Linked DNA regions of Gossypium hirsutum: region 1 is linked to region 2. A link is a contact called in public Hi-C data. All regions are on one chromosome and are shown on one strand. The core of a region is the stretch at or near the end of the contact, and the rest is flanking DNA. Distances in the headings are between cores, read along the strand shown.

Region 1 (6,351 bases), core at 833-3,332, 160 kb after region 2:
GATTCTGTTTATGAAAGGTCATTCTAAGTATAATAGGTGACGATAATCCTGTTGATATGATATTTTGATATTATTAACATTTTGATGTAACGTATTAGTTATATGTTACTATCTTAATATTTTTATATTTGAACTCAATTTATGTTAGTACTACTGAGTATTCAATGCTCAGCGTATGGTTTTGTTTGTTTCCATGCACAGACCTGTCTTCGGTTTTGGTGTGCTCGTGATCTTGTTAGCATCTAAGCCATTAGTTGTAATGTTTTCCTATGCTAAATTATAAGTGGCATGTACCTAAGTCATTAGAAGTATCTTGAAGTTATTAAGTCATTTTGATTTGTAAATACGTTAATGATGCAAGCCTTGGTGATTGGTTGAGTGATTTTGGATTTTACTTATCTTTTGGTATATATATGGATTTGATGGAGTAATTTTCATTGAATGGCTAGTTGTGCCTAAGTTTAATTAGGTTAGTTGTGTTGGAATAAATAATAGGCTTAATGACAAAATTTGTCACTAATGTTTGCATATTTTGTCAAAATGGTCTTAATTGTATTTTTAAACTTTTTTGGGCCATCAATCTTTGTTCTTTTTTTGTCAAAATTATACAAGTTAAGTATGTGTATTAGATTGGTAATTATATATATATACACCACATTTATGTTATGCTCGTAGAAATCGATCGATTGTCGGATTGATCGTATTACCTGTTTCTAATCCAATTGATTTATTTTTTTTCAAATCAATATCTTAATCAATTTCCGATTTAATATTATCTAAATCCACTGAACGTATTTAAACCAACTCCTTTAATCGAAATTGACGGAGTTTTGGCTCTTGATGCTGCTATTATGTCTTTTATATGGTTTAAACTTGGGCTTTCTACCTGAGAAATAGCCCATTACATAAATAACTCAGTAGCTGAGCCCACACTCTTGTAAAATAATGGACCTACCATTTTAAGAGATTCAACAGAAGGATAAAATATTGAAAAAGATTTGAGAAATTAATGACTTGCTTGTGGGGTGGGGGCTCACTGCCTGTGGTCCCAAAGACATTATGAACTCAAATGGGCCCAAAACTTCATCCAAACTAGCTCCTTTGTCCAAACTCCAAAGTGTTTGATGACCCTTTGCTTCCAAAATAAATTTGAAATTCGACCCCTAAAGACTAAACCACTACCTTCCTTATACCAAGGTTTGCTTTGTTGATCTACTATCATACCCATGGTCTTAGAGAGGAGCCTAAACAAAACAATAGGTTGGTACTTGGTACTTATATTAGCATTTAAGTAGTCAAATGTCTCTCCTATCTATGCTCCAAAAAGCTCTCTCTTTTTGCTTTACATGAAAGAGTATTTTTGGGAGATTGTGACAACTTATTGGATACATATAAAATTTAAAGAGCAATGACGTTAAATTTTATCAAACTAAATATTATAAGGTTTTGGGGCTAGAATGTTATGTTTCCTCGGAATATTATATATATATATTATTTCAATAGATGGTATTTAGTTATTTCTATGACTTATATTTCATAAAGAAAAGAAATTCACTTAATTTGAAGATGTCTTAATTTTTTATAAAAATGTTTTACTCGTATTTTTAATTTTAAGTTTAAATTTATACTAATTATTATTTATTTTATGCCTAATTAATGTAATATGTATGTAATAAATAAACACTTTTCTCGTGCCATTTCACTAATAACTAAATGGCACATTAAAATTAACCAAGTACAATTTATAATTAAAATAGGGAATTCAAATTATTGATGGTGAGAGATGAATAAACCTACCTACTTTGGAATGATTTAAGTCATGAAATTTGGGAATATCCCACACACTACCCAAGATTATTACAACACCAAGGTCTCCATGTGCATGGTTAAGCTTGAGTTGGCAAAATAACTTGATGATTTACACCACCAAAAACTCATCCCAATCACCCAACAAGGGGACCATATCTTTCCAAGCTGTCCCCTATAACCTCAAACACATGGTTCTCGCACATCCGATCATTTTAAACACGAAATAATCATATAAACATGTAAAAATCTATATAATACTGATTATAATTATCTCAACTTCCTTCCTTAATATAAATACTAGTACACAAGCTTACTTATATCAACATTCCAAACTCCCACACAAAAGATACAGTGTAATCAAAATCTCCCATGGAAAATCGGAGGAAAAGGTCAAGCTCTGGTGATCAAGATTCCGATTTCGAATTTGGGTGCTATACCCGCCCGGATTCACCCTCTTTAGATCCATATAAAACCTCACCAGCCGATCATCTTTTCTTCAATGGCCGACTCTTGCCACACGCCTTTCCTTTACAGCTTTCTCCAACAACAACAACAACAATGGGTTCAGCCGATAATGGTTCTCGACCTACAAGCCGAACAAGCAGCATCAACAGCAAGCATTCATTGATGTCTTCGAGAAGCAACAGTAGCAACAGCAGAAGCAGTACTTGCAGCAGTGCAAGAACAAGCTCGAGTGACAGTTCGGAGAGGAGATTATTGTACCATAGCAGAATCCGAGGATGTGAAAACAAAGCAAGCAAGCTTGTAAGTGGTCAGTTGTATGGGGATCCCCACAGATGGCAGTATATAACAGCAGTGCCTGTTCTGAAACGTGAGGTTTCCAGGAGGAAACATGCTGAAGCTAAGAAACAAGGTGATCATCAACAAAATTGTGTTTCTAGAGGAAGATCAAGGGGTTGCCTGAGATTTTTCAGGTTATTTTTGTTGGCCTGTAGGGAATGTCATGCCTTGGAACCTTCCAGGAAACAAAGATGTGGGGCAAGGAAATTTGACTAGTGTTGATCGATTTTTCATGATTAATTAATCCATGTAGATTATTCAACCTTTTTTTCCCTGAATATATTCTTGTTTGAGTTTGTGTTGATTTTGTCCTTTCAACGTCATTTGTTTGGAATTTTGGCACAAAATTTCTTGTAAACTGAAAATATAAAATCAGAAAAAAAAAAACATTCAAGATATTTATATCATTTCCATGATTTTGGTATTATTATATTATTGAATTTTCAATACAAATATGTGTTCGATTTAATTTTTCATATTTTTATAAAAATATTCAATATTTGATATACCATACTCCATTAAATATTTTGATTTGGTTTGTGAAAATTTCAATAGTTTATATATAGTTAACAAAGGCCCATTTGGATCATGGCCTTGCTGACCCTTGTTTTGCCCTTAACAGGTTGCCCGTTTAACGTTTATCTTATAAAACTCCTTCCAAACGGCGCGTTTTAAGTCTTCGCGAAATTAAAATTTTCCCGGAAAAAAATAAAATAAAAAAACCTCGAGAAAAACTCCATATTAACAAACAAAACTTTTACTTTTCTTATTCCTCGATTTTCTTTCAAAGCTCTGAAAAATCCACGCTATCGAAACAACGAAAGAGAAAGATCTGCAAAAACCCAAAAGGTAAAATAAAAGGAAAACATTTTTCGAACAAAAAGAAAGAATATTATGAAATTGAAAAAAAAAAGAAACATGTTTTTGTTGGGATATTGTAGTTTCAGTATTAAAGGATATTGAAATTTGTAATTGGTCGCTGTTAAATTTGGTTTTAAGAATTCTTGTTTGTTTTTTTTAGCATATCAATTTTAGCTTATCCATTCTTTCGCGTAACAGAAGTGGAATTCTTTTTTTCTTTTTTTTTTCTTTTGGTGTCTCTTTATATGTTCTTTGCTTTCAGTGTGAGAGCTTATACATCTGCTTTTATTTAGGTTTTTAGATCTTGAAATGTGGGAATCTTTTAGGATATGTTTTTGCATTTTGTTATTTGTAGGTGTTAGTTTTTATTTGAGAATATTAATGGTTTTGGTTTTATATTTCTGTTTCAGGGATTGGGTTTTTGATGATGGTTTTGGCTATTTAGAAGTAGGCGTTGAATTGTAATTGAAGAATGGGTGGAATGTGAATGTTTTGAGGGGTTGATTTTGGGGTGGCTTTGATCTTTGGTGTCCAAGGAGTTTGTACGTAGAAATGGCTGATATAGAAGGTTTACAACCAGCAGCGGGGTCTAGATTTAGTCAGGTGGAGTTGATTGGCAGGGGAGCCTTTGGTGACGTCTATAAAGTGTAAGCCTGTTATTTTGATTTATTTCCCAATCACATTGCTTGAGTTTATTTGCATTGTTTATTTACATTTTGTTATAAGAAAAGAACTTAAATCTAATGTGAGTGTTACTTGTGATTGAATATTTATGTTTCACATTGTAGAAATCTTTTTCCGGTGTTTAATTTAGAGTTGCTTCATGTTTGTGGGATTAGATTATTGATAATAATGCTTTATTGAATTGAAATCTTATCGTGTCTTAAGTAGAAAATATACCATTTACCTAAAACTTGAACTAGTGTGTATATATATATGGAGAAAAATATCTTCCTAACGGATGGGGAAAAAGGAGCTTAAAGGGCTGTTGGGTGTCGATTGACTAAGCAATAAATTGGCAACACCTAATAACCTTATTAGCATTATAATTACTTTGTTTTGTTATGTTTGTTGTTAGCTTCTTTGATTTTGCTAAGTTTTGACCATTAGGATTATCTTGAGATAGGCACATTATTTGGTATGTGCTAATAATAGAATTGGCTTAAAAAATGACTGTTGCAAAAAGATGTGGTTGTTTAAATCATGAGCCATGGTTAATGAAAATGAGATGGATAACTGATGCTTTTCTTGATTTGCAGGTTTGATAAGGAATTGAAAAAAGAAGTTGCTATCAAAGTTATTGATTTAGAGGACTCTTAAGTTGGTAACTTTGTTAAATTGTATTAGGTTTGTTCCTATTTCAACAGTCAAAAGGCTGGTGCTTGCTCTGAGCAAGAAAGTCTTGTCTCTTGTTTAGTGTTTATTTTTTTATGTTAGACCTAGCGATTCTGAATACGAGACAGTACACAGCACTAGCATGACACTTGAACATAACTAATTCATGATAAAAAAAAATGACATGACACCAAAAAAAAAAACATTATCCAACACGAATACACAAATGTGTTAAACTACATACAACATGAATTACTAAAGTATCCAATTTTATATAAATATATAATATCTTAAACATGCATGTGACACGTAAAATTACAGCTGCACGACAAGAATACATGAATTGCCAGCTCGCTATTAAGTATTAAACCCACTCTTTTTTCTTCCTCCTCCCATCTTCCTTTCAGTCTATGTCTACATGTTGGGTCTTCTGGTGGCAATCTCTTTTTGCATGACAAATAAATTAATTGCATCACTTGTTTGTGCATGCTCAGCAAAGTAAATTTATCTTCCTTTATCAGTATCATCCTTAAGAGCATCATAATTCATCAACTTGCATGGAAGTTACAGAAGCCTTTACTTATTAGTAAGTAGATGGGGCATATAACAACTTCCTTCTTTCACTCGGTGTTTATTTTTAGTTTGGTTTTGGTTTTGGTTTTGGTTTTTTAGCTGTTTCTTATGGTTGCCTTTGTTTTGTATTCTGCAGTGAGGATGACATTGAGGACATCCAGAATGTATTGCCTTACTTTCCTGGGAGCTAGTATCCTAAGTTTTCAACGAGTAGGTTACTAGGTTTTTCATATGTTTTGTTTTTGTTCCAGGAAATTTCTGTTTTGTCACAATGCCGCTGTCAATACATCACAGAGTATTATGGTTCCTATCTTCACCAAACTAAACTGTGGTTGATAATGGAATACATGGCTGGTGGTTCAGTCGCTGACCTAGTAGGTCACTTCTACTTCCTTCTGCATGTTTGTTGCATGATGCTTGGCTGAAGATTAACAAATTTTGCTTCCCTATTAACATGAACTCTTTTGTGTTTTCTTGGTTTCACACTGTTTCTGATCAAGATATTTGAAATTTTGAAAATGACCATAACAATGATCATTGCACATATACCATTATTAGGAAGAAACAGATTAGGAAGTCTTGATTTAGACTATGCCTTAATCAAATAAGGAGTGGGTTTAAATACTTCTCTCTGTATTACTAGATGAAGAACTTGGTTCCTAGCTCTTTCTTTTTCACTTTTCTAACAATATTTTCCATGTAGTTTGAATTCCATTGATCTTGAACTCCATTTCTTTTGTTTTCTTCCTTTTTCCCTCTTTTCTTTTTGTAAAATATGAACCCCGTGATATTTCTGCCATCTTTCCTGTAGTAGTGCTTTTATCTCCAATTTCAAGGCGTCTCTTTTAGCAGACATGACCCTTTTTCTTTTCTTCTTTTCTTTACCTGTTGTACTGTCAACACAAGGTTTCTTTTTCTGATATTTTTGGACAATTCCCTCATATATCTCTCTGGTTGTATGTGAACTAGTAT
Region 2 (6,410 bases), core at 3,586-6,085:
TAATCACATTTTTCAGTCATTATGTTCATTTTTCTTAACGTAGATATTTGTGTTTGGTAATAAAAATGAACTAGATGCTCGATCATACCCTTATTCTCTTACTAGTTACGTAAATAACACAATTTTACAATTTCATAATTATGATAACTAATTTGGTACCATTATTATTTGGGTTAAGCTCTGGTCTAGCCCAAGAACCCAACATGATGTTTTTTTAAAGTTGAAAATGGTGGATTTTGTCATTTAATAACTGTTTTGGTCTTAATTAATTTGTTTCAGACTTTAAATCCCTTGCTGCCTGCTTCAGACCAATGGTGTGTCGGCAATGGAGTTGTGACTTGTGATGTCAACAAAGACCGCTTGTCGTTGCCCTACTTGGATTTTGCTTTCCATAATTAAATTCTTCTAAAATAACACCATATTTTTCAAATTTATATTTTCATCTATGGAATTGTAAACGCCAATATTAAAAAAAATTAATTAAAATATCACAATCCGAAATTAACATATGCACCTCTTCAAAATGATGAGAAAGAGTTTGAATTCTATTTTTAGCGTAAATTATGGATTTAATCATTATTTTAATTTGATTACTTTTAATCATTGTATTTTTTTAAGGGTAAACATATTATTACATGTGAAAAATCTTGTGAAATTATTTTCACATATTACTAGCGAAAAAAATCAACTAATAGATTTAATTGATGTTGTTTGTGTCAATATTGGAATCTTGAAATTCGATTAAGAATGATTTAAATGGGGAGCATAGACAAAAATTAAATTTTGATTAAATTAAATTACAGATACATAACTTACGCATAAAATTATGTCCATCTCTTGAGCAACTGATTTGATTAGCTTAAGAACAATGAAGAGTAGAAGAGTGAAGCAAGCCATACTGTTGCCTGGTTCTTCTCTGCATTAATCTACAGAGTTTTCCTCATCCCTTTCTGCTGAAATATCAATCTTTGACCATCTCCTATGAAATGTGATCACCAGTAGAATGGCAAATTGGCTTAACAATCCACATATTAAGCCTATCCATAGACCCTACTCACAAGATACATAAGGACTAATAAGTAGACCTATTTAAGAATTAAATTATTATTATTATTTTAAATTCAAAGGTCGGTCCAAAATTTGAGAGGAGTTGAAAATTCCCTCACCTTAGCATACAGCTTAAACTTGAAACCAGCAATAGCTGCAATCGGCATGCCAACAACATAATAAGATGCCAAGTTAACAACTACAACCATGTGCTGCCAACCAAGACCTCTTGCCACCCCTTCCAACATTAAAAGAAAAGGCATTCATGTTATGAACTTAGAAATCTATAAAGAAGGATTGGATGGTTTTCAAACCTGATAAGACACTTTGAAATGAATCAACTGCTATGGAGATTGCAAGAAATGGGGTCATAGTAGCAAAGTCTTCAATGATTGAAGGACTGTCACTGAAGAAACCAGCCCAAGTATCATGACCAAACACTAAAGCAAGGATAACTATAAGAGCAAGGAGGACCACAAGTTGGAGTGTCACAGCCATGGCTTTCTTAGCTTTCTCTGGTTTTTCAGCTCCCAATTCATTTGACACTCTTGTGCTGGTTTAAAAACAGGGTTTCAATGTCTCAATATCAATGGCTTCAGAAATCAATTAAATCAAAAAAGAAGCAAATATTATGCAAACTGACCTTGCTGCAGCACTAAGGCCATAAGTAAAATTGAAAGCAATGGCTTCAGTGTTTACACTGGTAAATTGCAGCAGAAAGAATCAACCATTTGAAAACTAAAATAAAGTGAAAAAAGAAGGAAAGAAATAGAAATAAATATCCTACCACATTGCTACCAGTGAAGTAGTTATTTCTGAATTTGGCATCAATCCTGCTAGCAAGACAAGAATTTCAAAAGCCCAATACTCCAAACTGGCAAAAAATATACAAGGAAGAAAGGGGTTAATAAGATAATGTTGTCATGGCTGTCATAATATATGTTACTATAAAATGATCAAGATTTGGAGGAACTCACCACACCATTGCTGCAGAGGGTAAGGCTAATTTCAAGTCTGGAATGATATAACCAAATGATTCAAAAGAAAACCCTCCCCAAGTGTGCTCAAACTTGTTTGAGAAAGCAACATAGGTTATCAAAAGGAGAAAAGATATCCAAAAAGAGATAGAAACTGCCATTGAAGCTCCCTCGAGACCAAGACTTGACCAATAAACCAAAGTATAAGCAATGCCAAAGTGAAGTACCAGTGGCAGCCCTGAGAACAAGACTAAGGGCATGACAATGCTTTGTGTTTGAAGAAATCTCAGAACATTTTGTATCAAACCAAATGCAAACACAGCTGGGATTTGATACTTGAGGTAAGCATCAGCTTTTTTTGCAATATCAGGCTGTTGATGAAAAAATATTAGTATTGGCTCAGTAAAGAACCATAAAATGGATATAATGATTGAGAAAAGGAAAGAAATGATGCAAGAAGCTTGTAAGTAGATTCCCAGCATGTTATAAGTTTTTGCACCAAATCCTTGACCACAAAGAGTCTCCAGTGCTCCACTTAGTCCCAACTGAAAAACAAACAAACAAACAGAAAGGAAAGGACTGTTCAGATAGCCAACTTTCAATGCACACAACTACAAGGCTTTGACATTACATCAGATACATGGAGATCTCAGAATTATATACACATAAGCAAAAAAAAAAAATCTATGAAAGATCCCTTAAATCATAGATGAAACCTATAATCAAGTAGGTAAAAGATAGCAGAAGGTTGGTAATCTTCTTTGGGGTAAGAAAGGAGACGTTAGTGTTAAAATTGCAAGGGATAATTTGTTTCTTCTACAATTTACAAATGCTGAAGCTAGAGAAAAGGTCCACGGCATTTTCAGAATAAGCAGGTGATACTACGCAAATGGGAGCCTAATCTGAAGTGTTTGGAGTTCTAACTGGAAGTACTTCATCTATTCCTTGATGATAATTGCCGTAAGGAATATTAGAGGGTGTAATAACCCTTTTAAGAGGATGAAAGTAGTCAATAGAATTCATAAACTGAACATTGATGTTGTATTACATTGCTATTTATATAGTTGGCACCAAATAAATTCGCTCTATTAAAAAATTTAATTTTTTTTATTTTACCAGCTAATGATTAGTTGATGTAACAAGTTGATGGCGTTATTCTCTTTAGTTCCATCAACTATATTCATTTACTTATATAATCATTAATTAGAATTTTTAAGTTACTTTTATAAAAAAGCCAAACCTGTCTAAGCCCGGTCCGACTTGACTTGGCCAAGCTTGAATAAGTATTTTTGCATCTCGACCTTGTCCGAATTCAATTTAAATAGTAACAAATTTTAAATTTAAATTTAAATTAAATTATAAAAATATATAAAATATCAATAAACATATATTTTTAATATTTTATTAATTTTTGAATAATTTAACGATTTTTTTGAGTGAACCGACCCAAAAACAGGTCTGGATAGCTTGTATCATTCAACTGATTAGAAGCATATTGGCAAGTCTAAGGCTCTTTATGGATAGCCTGGTCGAAGGATTACATGCTAAAAAATCCATATTTTTGCAAGTTTCACTGAGAAGAAATTCTAGCTAGAGCTGGAGGAAGATTCTAAAACTCGGAAGAAGCTGCATCTGTGTTGGCTAACTTGGGCGTCAGTAACAATAAAATAACTATTTCTGCAATTTGGAATGAAATTAGAGAAAAGGAGAGGAAAGTCAGATGATTTGGTTTCCAGTTCATATACCAAAGCATTCCTTTCTAACTTGAACGGTTGTCCTTCCCACAAAAGATAAAGACTTACTGGAAGGGGGATGAGCATTGAGGGCTATTGTTCGCTATGTCAAGGGAACTAGGAAACAAGAGATCGTCCTTTTGCAAATTGTATGTTTGTTAGTGTCTTACGACCTTAGGAGAAGCTGGGGGATGGAATCAGGAGATTCATTGACTTTGCACAAGACTAAAGGCTAAGCTCTTGTTGTTTATATTTGAAGTTAGCATGGAATTCTTTCATTTACTTGGTCTGGCGAGAAAGAAATAGAAGACAGTTTCAAAGGTTTGAGTATTGGTGAGCAGGATGTTGTAGGTTGAAGGTTTTCTTGGATAAATAAATACTCATCAAAAAAAAAAAAAAGAAGAAGCTATAATCAATGAGACCCAATCTTTTATTTTCTTCTATAACCCTTCCCAACAAATTTCTTCACCTAACAGTCAAGACAACAGTAATCACAAAGCTATAACCCAGTATACCAGTCTATAAATGTGAGGATACAATAAGCTTTTAAAGAGCTTTATTTTCTCCAAATAAGACGGAGTCATGACCTATGGTGTTATAAAGATGGGATAAGAGTAAATATAGAGTTACCATGAAAGCGTAGCCAGTGACATTGGCCCATGAATTGGCAAGTGTAGCACCAGCAAGGTCAAGCTCTCCAAGGTGACCAGCAAACATGACAGAAACCAAAGCAATGGCATAGTAAAAGACATTGGTAAGGATCATGGGCAGTGAAAATAAGATTTGTGTCTTCGCTTCTTCTACATCTAAAACATTCCTCAAACTCAAACACCTTGTTTCTGTACTTTGGTCTTGTCCTTGGGAAGCTTCACTCAAGAGAACTGTAGTATCTAAGCTTGAGTTTGATGGCTCCATAACTCAGATATTCTTGGGATGAACTTTTTTCTTTTTGAAGGATTATTGGGATGTTCTTGTTCGTTATTATTGCTTACCAAATTGGCAAAGAAATTGGAATGACGGATGGGATTCTTTATTGTGGTAGTCTGGTAGATGGAATTTGATTGGTCGTACTCAATGCAAAAACAAATATATGGTTGCAATTTGTTATTTAAATAGAAGGAAAGGAAGAGGGGAGATTAAATCATCCTTAATTAACTTATAGATTAGTGTTAAATCATTGCTATTGCTATTAAACTTATTTAACCCCTACAAAGTCTGTAATTTCATGAACTTAGGTTTCTGCTGTTGATATAAAAATATCTCTTTTCATGCCTTCGAATGCAAACCATAGAACAAGTGTGAAATAACTAGAAATAATCAAAATAAAAACAATTTTTAATGACAATGACTAAAATATAAGTTTTTTCCGTACCAAAAATAAAAACTTGTAGAGTTAAATGAGGAACTATGAAATTTGATCTTTGTTATGAAAGTTGAAATATAGAGATTTTATGGGGACTAATGCAGATATGGATGGATCGGGGCAGGAACACTCAATTGGCAAGTAAAATAGACAGGCTGGAGGGTGGAGCCTCACTTCTCTTAAACGCTGTCAGGCTTTGATCGATGTGCCCCTAAAAGGACGGGAATTTTACAGATTTATCCTTCAAGATATGATTGTGCCCCAGATTTTAAACGTGGTACACATGCTATATCATTAGTTGATTAAATTTGAAACATCAATAAATACATTAAAATTTAAACATTACTAAAAGTATGTAAAATTTATAAAAAATAAAAAAGTAAACTATACCATGGTCGGCCTTTTCTTTTGGAATTGGTCCAAATTTTTTTATTAATTACGAAAATGAATCATTTGCAAAATTATGTATAAAAATCACTACAGGAAAATAGAGTTTTAGCGGCCTTTTTTAAAGTCTTTAGCGGTGCTTTTAAGCGCCATTAAAAGTATTAGTGAAAGCGCCGCAAAAAGTACTGCTATAGACAACGCTGTTAAAAGCCTGTTTTGTTGTAGTCCTATTTGCTACAATAAATTTTGATGTCATCGTTGCCATTGACGGCACGACCTCTAATAAGTACTCAATCATTGGCCAATTTAAAAATAATAATTTCCTTGGGTGTTGCCGCTGCCATTGGCAGTATTAGTAAAAATAACTGTACATGTCATGCTAAAATACTCATATTCTGAGGGAAAAAGAAAAGGAAAATATTAATAGAAAGCATGTTAGATATTTTTTTGGTGTCATTGTTCTCTTTAGCGATATCGGTGCTTTTTTTAAAAAATAATTTTTTAATGGGTGTCGTTAGCCTCTATGATGGCATCAGAGAAATCATAAAAAAGTTGTAATTCATTTTCTAAAATGAAGACTTAGATCTAGAGCAACAAAAAAAAATTGAAACCTTAATGAGGACAAAGAAGGAAAAAAATGGTATATATATCTAGATAAAAACAGAAGCTCCAATAGTGAGAAAAATGAGAAAGAAAATTGAAAAACTTTTGAGAAAAATAAAAAATTATGGGGGAGATTGAAGAAAAGTTGAAATAATAAACAAAAGTTTTCCAATTTTCTTTCTCATCTTTCTCATTATTGGAGCTTCTCTTTTTAGCCAGGTATATATCATTTTCTCTTCTTTGCTGCACCAATTTTTTTTGCTGCACCAGATCCAGGTCTTCATTTTAGAGAACGGATAG

Evidence for each region. A called contact is a pair of places that touch in the nucleus more often than the background predicts.
Region 1: a contact with region 2 is called in a Hi-C map of leaf, with 2.1 times the contacts expected there. The contact joins the promoter of LOC107919734 here to the promoter of LOC107918600 in region 2. A contact is called at or near these places in 4 of 34 Hi-C or Micro-C datasets (all in leaf).

What each region holds. Positions count from the first base shown.
Region 1 is chrD13:52,256,208-52,262,558 of Gossypium_hirsutum_v2.1, forward strand. LOC107919734 reads left to right here and starts at 2,083. Exons shown (of 1, transcript XM_016849119.2): 1 at 2,083-2,894. The coding sequence starts at 2,179. The coding sequence ends at 2,826. It also overlaps the pseudogene LOC107919258.
Region 2 is chrD13:52,092,703-52,099,112 of Gossypium_hirsutum_v2.1, forward strand. LOC107918600 (protein DETOXIFICATION 19) reads right to left here and starts at 4,836. Exons shown (of 7, transcript XM_016848196.2): 1 at 4,388-4,836; 2 at 2,025-2,569; 3 at 1,835-1,921; 4 at 1,691-1,747; 5 at 1,362-1,600; 6 at 1,167-1,285; 7 at 769-979. The coding sequence starts at 4,672. The coding sequence ends at 962.